Regions from separate parts of the Anser cygnoides genome. Here region 1 is linked to region 2. The links are chromatin contacts, called in public Hi-C maps. All regions are on one chromosome and are shown on one strand. The core of a region is the stretch at or near the end of the contact, and the rest is flanking DNA. Distances in the headings are between cores, read along the strand shown.

Evidence for each region. Hi-C and Micro-C count contacts between places; a contact is called where the count stands out from the background.
Region 1: a contact with region 2 is called in a Hi-C map of liver, with 4 times the contacts expected there. The contact joins the promoter of EIF5 here to the enhancer-like site in region 2. A contact is called at or near these places in 2 of 7 Hi-C or Micro-C datasets (both in liver).

Annotation. Positions count from the first base shown.
Region 1 is chr5:56,127,166-56,132,719 of Taihu_goose_T2T_genome, reverse strand. EIF5 (eukaryotic translation initiation factor 5) reads right to left here and starts at 2,048. Exons shown (of 12, transcript XM_066998393.1): 1 at 1,939-2,048; 2 at 1,573-1,768.
Region 2 is chr5:55,209,842-55,215,133 of Taihu_goose_T2T_genome, reverse strand. All of the region lies in intron 3 of PPP2R5C (protein phosphatase 2 regulatory subunit B'gamma), which reads right to left. Among named protein-coding and RNA genes, the nearest start is that of PPP2R5C, 35 kb to the right of the region's middle. Within about 2 kb of position 3,098, at least 2 of the 3 cell types and tissues checked have open chromatin away from gene starts, as enhancers often do. A contact at or near this core is called in liver, where this site is marked.

The DNA.
Region 1 (5,554 bases), core at 799-3,298, 920 kb before region 2:
CATAAACCGAAGCCCGTCAGAATGTTGAGAAATGTCAGTGAGATGAAGCAGCAGCAATCTGTAGCCCCATATAATTTTTACATGGCTTACCAGTTTTTTGGATCGGAGTAGAAAAGAGTTGAAAATTAGGTAATTCTCCCTCTCACTTATGGATTCTCATAGCAGCTTCTGTTGAGTTTTGACTTAACAATAAGCCTGATAAAGTCTGACATAAGTTGCTTCACTGTAGAAAGCCTAGCAATGCAGAGGTACAGAGCAGTGCAGCAGCTTTTCCAGTTGATTTTTTTTCTTGGGGGAAGGGGGGGGAAGGAAGGGGAAGGAGGATGAATCCTATTATTAAAGTTGCCTTAAGCAGTATTTACATATTTAAATTAACGCGTGTCCCTATAATCAGATCTAGCATTACGTAAACCACAACTGGTTGAGGTGACTAGACAGGCAACCCTGACTACAGCATGGTTATTCTGACACGTCATCATGTTATCATTAATGGCAGATGTGTTGACACATGAAAATAGCCTCCTTAGTATTTAACGTGTAAGAGCGTGCCTATCGATTCCACACAGTCCGAGTCCCTCTGGCCAGGTTTACAAATCCTTTCACAAGAAGCGTGCTTTGCGTATGCCATGTATTCTGCATTAGTCCTGACGCAGTTTTACCCTTCAGCAAAAACTGCACCACGAATTTCGTTCCAAGCACGAGGCTACCTTCCCCAGGATGTCTAAAAAAGAGCCAGCATGTGATCTGACCACGTGCTTGCAGAGGCACTGAGGAAGCAGGTATCTTGGTGACTGAGCATAAGCTTTTTAGAATGCGTGGTTTCCCCTCCTTCCATATTACAGCTTTTGTCTGTCTGCTGTAGACTAAAGCTCCCTCTCCTGGTCTCTAAGCCACCTCATCCCAATCACCCCCCCCCCCCATATTTATTGGGCAGAGCCGAAGAAGCGGGAAGGCAGACAGCCTCCCAGCTTCAAAGCCCCGTTTCCCCGCCCCGCTCAGGCCCGCGATGACTCATAAATGCAGCAATTAAGCACTGAGTCAGCCCCAGAGAAGATCGGGGGGGGGTGTGGGTGTCACCTCCAGCCACGCATGCGCTCCCTAGGAAGGGGGGGACGCTCCCTGGCCGCCCCCCCAGCCTCCCTCCCCTTCCCCAGGGCTAACCCTTGCCGATCGGGCGCCCCCTGCCCCCCGCCGCGAGGCTGTAACTGCGGCACAGCCCCCCAAAAGAAGCCTCCCCCCACTCCCCACCCCCAACCCCCCAAGCACGGGGAGGCGCGGCCCAGCCGCCGCCATTTTGTCTCGTCGCATGGCGCGGGGAGCTGGGGGGGGGGCACAATCAAAGGAATAATCCGCCCCAAAACTTGAAAAAAATACGAAATTAAAAAATATAAGGGGCGAGCGATCGTTGTTGAAGGTATCTCCATGTTCCCTTCTAAAAGGGTGCCGGAGATTTCTTCATAAAAATACACCCCCCGTCAACAACGCGGCGCCCCAGCCCGCCCGCCTGCCGCCCCGCACCGACCTCGTCCTTCCAACCGCCCTCACCCGCTGCTCCCCAGCCCAAACGCTCACCGTTTTCGTCCAATAAAGACATAAACCCAACGCTGCTCGCCCCGGGCTGCGACGAAGCCGAGTGTGCGAGGAGAACGAGGCCGTGGGGGCGCTTATATCCAGCCGGAGGCGGAGGAGGCGGAGGCGGACGCCGCAGCCTCCGGGTCCGGGCGTCCTGAGGCGGGCGTTATCAGCAGGGACAGCAGTGCCGGACAATCTGCGGGCAAGACACAACCAGGGGCATCGTTAGCGGCGGCACCTGTGAGGAGAGGGGGGAGGAGGAGGGGGGAGAAGAGGGAAGGGGGGAGGGAGCTGCGGCGGCCGGCGCGCAGCTCAGGCAGAAGGGGGCGGCTGACGGGACCCCGGCAATGGCTGCCCCGTACTCACCTCTAGAATGTTCTCGCTCTGACTGAACAACGCCAAAGCTGGGATCAATCAGCCAGCGGCGCGCCCCGCCCCCCCGCCCCCCCCATTGGCTCGCCGCTCGCTCCGGGGAGAAATTATTGGCTCGGGGCTCGCCGTGCCCTTCGCCCACTGGTGGAGGCCGCCGTCAATCAAACCGCCCCTCGCTTCGCTGCCCTTCCCCCGCCCTCCCCCCGCCAGTGCCCCAAAGGACATCGCGTCTACGCGGGGCGGCTCTCGCGAGACTGCGCTGAGGGGCGGCGGGCGGCGGGCTGAGGCAGCGGGAGCTGCGCGCTCTCCCCGGCTCCTTTCCCGTGCTCCGTTCCCCTCGTTGTGCTGGGAGACGCCATCACACGTGTCCCCCACAAGCACCCTCCAAAAACACACAGACCCCTTCGGGGAGGGCCCTGGTCTTTCTCTCGCCTCGGTTTCCACACAAAATCGCCGCCGGCCCTCGTGGCAGGGTGCTCTGACCAGGCCGGGGCCGTGGTTTGTTTGAAAGCACGACCTGCAATGCTGTAGGAATGAAAATTTGGGGGGGGTGCAGCTCGTCATAGACGGGCAGCGGCCAAATGTTTGGCATCGCAGCAGCTAATTTGTGTTACAAACACTTTTAAACAATTAAAATGCTGAATACATTGTGTTTTTCCTGTACGGCCTGCTTTTGTGTGCAGGAAAAGGCCTATTTATTGTCCCTGTCATAGCGACTCAGCTTTGGATACCTCTGGGTGCTGGGGCTGCCTTTGTCTCTTACAAAGGATAATTCAAATTCTGTGTGCACCTAGTTTCAGTTCTTAATATAAAATGCTGCTAGACCTCCTTAGCTTAATCAGCACCCTAGATAAAGCAAGTTTGGATTTATATGTTTTAAAAGCAGGAACATGGGTCCTTTTTTGTGCTCTGTTCTTTCCATGTCTTCCATCTCCAGCCCTCCAATATGACAGGATTACATATTTTGGATGTTTCAGAACACAAATAATTTTGGCAAAGAGCTTTTTTAAACTTTACCAATCAAGTGATCAATCAATTCTCTTACCTCTTTCAATACTGCCAGGCAGAACAAGAAGACTCCAGTTCCTGTCACTGTGGCTTAGTGAACAATGTTGGGAAGCCTCTTGATGGCTATGTGGGTGTATAGGGAAAAAGAAGTAACGAAGATAAAAATGAGTAGCGACATTATATAATGTCATATACTCTAAATTTCTCCCTAAGTTAGTTTTGAAACAGTTTTCCCAGCTGACTTTGATAACATGTTGGCGTGGTCAGAGCAAACCCCTTATACTGAGCCTTTAGGTATGCCTTGAACATTTTTGGTCTGATACGCAAAAATACTGCGTTTAAATACTAAGGTGACTGATAAATGAGATTTTCTTAGAAATCATAAAAGAAAAGCTGGGCTATTGTTATGGACACTTTCTGTGACACACAATAATAAAAAACTTGTTCTTTCAACTAGAGCGGCAGAGCAACAAACCTGGAAGAAATAAATGTGCACGTCCCCCAATACTTTCTAACAAGATCCTCTACACCATGGCCTCTGCCCTGGTTGTATGTTTCTTTTCAGCCCATGGAATAACAAGTCTTTGTAGCCAGGATGTTGTCTTGTAAAACATCATGTCTTGGGCTTCACTATCTGCATTTGAAAAAGTTAAAAATCAGGATATTTTAAATGCCTCCTTGCCTCCTTCAAGGCAAGGTTGGATGAGGCCCTGTGCAACCTGATCTAGTGGGTGGCATCCCTGCCCATGGCAGGGGGTTGGAACTGGGTGATCTTTAAGGTTCCTTCCAACCCAAACCGTTCTGTGATTCCGTAATTGATAAATAGAAAGTAACACTTTTTTAAACATGAGAAAGTGTTAGCACAAAATAAGGAAGTATCTCTCCAAAGTATGTGATGCTTGGAAGTTATCATGAGGGAGAGAAAATAATCATAAAAAAGTAGGAGGCAAGCAAAGCACAGCAGGAACTCCTTTGCTGTAAAAATATGCAGCATGTATAATTTGCTAAATGCCTCCTTTCTGCGGCTTTAGTTTCATGCTACAACACCTCTGAGGTTAATAAATTGCAAGTGTTAAAGCATACCACTGCCAACACCACTTTATTGAACAGCAAAAGGGAAATGAGCCCCTGGATTTGGTGCTATTTGACATAATGAGTAACTCTGAAGATTTATGATTAGTAGTATAGAGAAGGATTTTTTAAAGTTTTATAGTATATAAATTGACATTGAGTTAAGAGTAACCTTTTTAGATAGTCTTCCTTCTTCAAACAACAAGTCCCATACAGATGAAGTCAGAAAATACTCTCTCGGATTATACAAAATAGACTAAACTTGTGGATTATCGTCTCCTTAGTCCCCAGTTGTTGTTTTTCTCACCGGAAAAATTCACCAATACTTGATGTTGGATCCCAGATACTTTTACTGAATCATAATATTTATGTTTTTTTCACTTTAGTATCTGGTGGCTTGGACAAGACAAAATATCCTCCTCCCACTCTAAAATGTCATGGTTGCACGAATCCTGAAGTTCGTAGTTTACATTGCTTTTGTGACCTTCAAAATACAACCACTTGTGTGCTTTGCATTTCACAGATATAAACTAAGCAGTTTTTATATATAACCCTCCCTTGTAAAGACATTTTAAATGGCATGAGTAAGTCAGGTTTTGGAAGTGGCCTAATGTCTGAGAATAGGAAGTTTTCAGCAGTGGGTCTCATAGTGTGTTTCCTTATCACAGGAATGTTTTATTATGGTTCAGTTCAGCCTTGGGCTATTCAAGTTATTTCTATGTTGCCTTAGTTTTTATTAAAAAATAACAAAGAGTTAATGTATGTGATAAGGCAGCAAAGCCAACATTCGAGAATTAATGTGTATTTAAAATGTAAATCTTCAGAAATTGGCATTTAATCACAGGTGTTTATATTTTCACACAGACAACCGTGCATTCTGTCTGCAGTTTGTTCTTCAGCTAGTTTGTCATTGTGATGAGGTTGGCTATAAACATTACCCCCGTTCAATATTCAGCTGGTAACCTTGGTCTTGAAAAATATTTTTCCTCTGCTGTAAGCTGCGTATGTTCTCTTCCAGTGGCTGGTTCAGAGCTGATATTTTTTCCAAGGTGGGCAGGAAGCCTTAGAGAAGCTGAGGACGTGATTCCTCGTTGTGCCATCTTCGCAGCTTTTGCTGCTGCAGGATGCCCAGGCACACGGTGCTGCCTCTGCTGTGGGTTCTGCTGTGCCTTATGTCTCTGGGCTCCCCGTGTTCCTGCGGCAGGGCCCTGGGAGGCACTGAAATGCAGCCTGTCGGGGAGGGCGATGTGGTTGCCTTCGAATGTGGCTGATTCCTGACAGTGAAAAGGACTGATATGCAAAAGCAACTCAGACATGCTACTGCTGTATCTATAGGAATTTCAGAAGATGGAAGGCCAAGATTATGTACAGTTACACTGAACCCTGAATAGCAATACCCTGCCTTCTGCCTGTCTTGGAAATGTGTAGAGAATGTTTAATTATTTACATGCCAGATTTGAATATGCAACCTCTGTGGAATCACAAGTCCAAATTCCTTCAGGATTGGTATTTGGAAGATAAATACATTGAA
Region 2 (5,292 bases), core at 1,849-4,348:
AACCGGTTAAATTCATTTATCATCCTTAAAAATACCTACTTGTATGGAGGTAAAAATTACCATTGCGCAGGAAGTACAGTGGGAATAAAACACTTTCATTTCCCACAGCAGGATACACTAACACCAGAAAAAATAGCATGAAAGGTGACATTGAGATTTCTACGTATGCTTTCAAAATCAATACAGCTCAGTTTCAGACTAATAAAGCATTAATAAAAAAAGTGATCACATGTAAAGGAAATTACGCTTGAAATTTACCAAGTTCTTGGAAAGGATTATAAAGTAATGACAGGTGACAGTTATCTCAGGAATTAAAAAAAAAACACAAACTTTTAACAGTGTTTTTATAATGCAGGAAGATTACCAAAAACATGTTGTGAGGATCTGTGGTAGAAGTTACCCTGTTCAACATTTTCATAAACAATACAGAAGATTAATAGTGAGGTCACACAGTTTGTTAATGGAATATTCATTGTCACTTTAAAGCCTGTTAAAAAGAGCTACAGAAAGATTTCACAGTACTGAGCAAATGAATTCCATTTATTACATATTTTCAAATGCGGATAAATGTGAAGAAATGTGGGTGAACCAGCTGACTGCATATATTTACGAGTTCTAGCTTACTCAAAAGATATTTTAGTTATGGATGCTCCCTAAAAACACATACCTGCCAAACAATTTTTGACTACTGCTGAGCTGCTAAAAGAGCATTAAGAAAGTAACAAAACATTGTTTTTGTGTGCCAATATTTTTAATACTGCATACAGCTCCACTTACCCTATCTTTAACAGTTCACAAAACCAGTGAGAATCATTTAAAAACACCGTAACAGTTTTCATGAAAGTAGTACACAAACTTCAGAGTTACCACAGACGTAAAAGTACTAATAGGCATTTTGGCACTAAACGCATTAAGAAGTCTACTTCAGTAACCAAAGGGGAAAAAACAGCAACCAAAAATACAGAATATTGCTCTTCAAATTTTAAGAAGTACATTAAAATTATTATTTTTTTAAGTGACAGAAAGGGCAGTCTTTTTTGCCCCATATGCAATAAAGAACTGCAGGATCATAGCATAATTTATCAGAAGTGACTGTCTCACTTCTGCTGGTCTAACCCCCGCTCAAAGCAAGGTGAACTACGTAAGCAGAGCTGCTCATGTTGCCCACTCAAGTTTTCAGCGTCTCCAAGCAGAGATTTCACAGCCCCTTTTGGAATCTTGTTCCCATGTTTAAACACTTTCACAGTGAATTTTTTTTTTCTCCTTGCATTCAGTTGCAATTTCTTGCATTGCAGCTTGTATCAGTCATCTCTCTTCAGGCACCGTGCATCTCTGAGAAGCGTCTGGCTCTGTTCTCCATACCCTCCCGTCAGCCGAAGAAAACATCTCTTCTCAGCCTTTCCTTCCTTGGGCCAGCAAACCCAGTTCTCAGCCTCCTTTTGTGCATCGTCAGATTAATGGCTGCTGCTCTGCATGCTGAATTTGGTCTGCATTACTGCTGAAGCGTGAGCTTTGGCCTTCACTTCCATTTAATTAATTACAAAATTGATTTTTTTTAGCTCAGAAAAAAATCCTGTGAAGTAAAAGCCTTTGTGATTTTCAGCAAGTACTATTAAACAGAAATATCTACAAGTCAATTATTTTTCAAGAAAAAGAAACATGCTGGGTTCTTTGGGTTCTTTATAAAATGAAAGCACTGAGTGAACTTTTCTCCTTTAAGGAAAATCACGTACTTCAGGTTTAAATGCATCATGTAGCTCACTTAAAAGCTGCTCCCTCTGTTTACTCATTGTCAAAGGGACTTGACCTTTCATAATCAACTATGAAAATACAAAGTGGAAATGCAGCTTACAATAGCTGGAGAGCACTTGGTTTCTTTAAGAACCTGGCATTAGTTTATGATGATTTGATCTGGAGCTGAAAGGTTATCTAAGGCGGCCCAAGCTCAGAGAAACCAGCATCACGAGGTGCTTGATGCTGTGTTGGTACCCAACCCAACAGAACCATCAGCTTTTACCAAGCTTTTCTAAGAATGTAAATTTCTATCCATATCCTCAGATAAATACATCACAAGAATGTTACCGCTGCCATTTTTAGTCATACCCTGTAGAAGAGCACTATGTGGAGATGGAATATGAACTACCTTCCATGGTCCCTTGCTCAGGATTACAGGGAGCACATGAAAAGAACAGGCAGAGTTAACATTACCTACATCTTCAAACAACCAACCCCACAAACTTTCACAAAATCCAAATTAAGTTAAATAATTACAAAGTTGAGTATCAAAAAATTTTACTGCTCTGGAAGGCAGAGGACAACAGACAATGAGGTATTTGAAACAGGTCACAGCCTACAGGAAGCACTGGTGGGAGCTGACACAGGATCAGGGCGTTCTCATCCTCCCTCCCACACAACTTTCACCACGTCTTGCAAAGTATCTTGAAAATCGTTTTGGAAAAGCGTGAACAGACAATATTACCAATTCCACTAAGCAACTAGGCCGCTAAACTAACTTCTATACTCTGTTAATTCTGGCAATGCAGACCAGAGCAGAGTTCTACCAATATTTTGTTCAAATTTCTGAATATCTGTGTCTTGACTACATGAAAACACTGTTTTTCAGGCTAACAGCAGTCAACTGCACTTCTAATGAAAAGCGTACCCCCCCAAAGGAATAGACATTTATAATCTGCCTACACAAAGAATCAAGATCATTTTCTAACTGCACTCTGTCCTACAGCTACAGCTTCCTGCAAGACAACTCACCACAGTAAACACAAACTGGTAACTGAAGCCTAGTGACAAATGTTAACAGTTTGTTGTAATCTATGCTGCTTTTACAGCGCCTTTCTTTGCTTGAAGCACTGAGATGGAAATCAGAAGGTCCTGATTCCTTCCCCCAGGCCTCATCTCAGTTACTTGGATCAGGGCCCTGAGTGCACTCCAGTCACCCTAGGGGTTTCGCTGCCAGAAGGGCTCCATAAGGAGAGAGAAGCATCTTGAAAAACCATCCTGCTCTGCTTCCCTCTTTGCTGTAAAAATCTTACGTTTGCAATACTTAATAATTCTCTGCTGTCCTTACGTCACCTTCATAGCTAGTGACCTCCACACAAGGATCCTACAGGAACTCTCCATGCAGATACCCCACAACCAGTTGCTTTACCTTCTCCATCTTCGCTTGTTTCACAGCCAACTGCACACACACAAAGCCTCTACTGAGGACCACAAACCACAACAGCTATTTCGTAGCCATAACAGCTGCTCAAATTGAAACCGATTCTCTTTAAGCTTGCAAGGTAAGCTTTCAGTTCACTGCAGTCACTAAAGCCAAGCGGCTGAGCCGACCATTATGTGCTCTGTACTCTAGGACGATCGATGCAGCAGCATGACTTGGGCCCCCTGGAAAGCCTGGTGTGGGTGGAATGACCAAGGGCTCACTACCCCAGTAGCCAAACATTCTTCCTGAGCCAGCGCTGTCAGCACAAGCAGATAACACACAGTAATGGCTGCATGCCACTTGCCTTTGCCGTGGACTGGGCTCTTCTGATGCTTGGTGTTTTCCAGCAATGGGTCCAGAGTCATCTTCCGCGGACCCGATTTCTACACATTGGTCTTGGACAACTGCCACCAGTCTATAATTGTGACAAAGGGCAGAGTCTCACTGTATTCAAACCAGAAAAGGAGAGCCGATCTAGTGACAGTGATCAGGGCCAGCCAACAGTCCAGTGGTTGTGGAACATGTCCGCAGTGAAGAGGCAGGTCAAGCCAGGTGGTCAACACATCAGGACCCCGAAAGGCAAGGCACACCACCCAAGATATGGCTGCAGCCTGGATGAGGCAGTGACCAAAGCCAAGGGCCTGAGCCTGAAAACAGCTCCTGAGTGAGGGGGGGAACCCCAACAAGACTTCTCACGGCTCTCTCCATGACAGCCTGACTCAAGAGCTGATTTTGAGCACCAGCTGGGGTATTCAGGGCCCTGACACCTCCTATCCTACAAATCCCCATTGTTCCTCCAGAGACAGCAACAGTAGACAATAAGATGTTGACACCCTTATTTCCTATTCACAAGGCTCTAAACATGACTTTTTAAAAACACCTGCATCTATTTTCCCAACTGTGGTGCTTTGGCAAAGCTACAAGTAACCCAGACAATAAAGCTGTCTGCAGTTCAGAAGGGGGAGGAAGAAGAAGAGCAAGCTTCCACCTCTTGCCAGACCAGACTTCTTTTTAATTCTGCAAACTTTACATATTCCATGTGATCCAGGTATAGAAAGTGTATTAGAATTAATTTTAAAAGCAAGATTGCAATTTTTATTTTCAAGTAATTCCTGATAGTCTGCTCTACAAAAATACCCCCTCCTTTTTCCCCACTCACCCCAAATAACATTAAGGCCAAACAGAGTATTTTACCCTCTAATATATAATGGTAAAACAAGATACACAATCTCAAACTTTTACTTTAAACACCATATGAAATTTGTTCTAAAGCAGATTTACCTTTTAGTGGAGAAGATACTACCAGCCTTTTTTTTTTTTTTAAGTTAAAATTCTAGCATTTGCAGCTACGAAGAGAAGCACTTCTACTAGAAAATTCAACCCATGCTTCAACAGATGATGTAAAAGGACAACTGTAAAAGCTGCATGGATTAGAACAAGCAGTAAACCTTTGTCATTAGGCTTCAGAGTTATCAGCTCACTTTAGCTCCTATTTATTTTAAATACATAGTTCTGTAAGGATTCATTTTGGGGGCAAATCAGTACTGGTCAAATTAGAGCAGCTAGTGAGATGAGGTGCATACAAAAGAATGAACTAGTATGGATGGATGGAAGAGATGCATTCTCCTCCCTGCTCCCCCTCACCTCTGAAGAGACTCCTCTGGGCTATAATACCAGACACCCATCTAATTTCCTACCATGTGAAAAATGCAAAGTAATCCCCCAGATCTTCCTTAATTGCTTACAAGAAAGTTGACTTTCTTCATTAATAAAAAAAAAAAAAACAAGAAACACAAACGTAACAACACAACCCTTAACCTCAACCTTATTAGCATATTATCCTGTGTACCAAAAATTTAGTGTTTACAACAGTAAATTTCAGAAGTTTCTTAAAATGCACTTCCACAATTGCTTCCACAATTACGTATTTGATTTGAGCAACAGGGATAATAGAATCACTGACGTGAACCCTTTTATCATATTAAGACAAAGGATTATTGCGGTTCATCGTTATAACACTTCATAGTTCTGCCTCCAACCTTTGTTTTTTTCTAAAATTCACTTGCGCCTTTAAA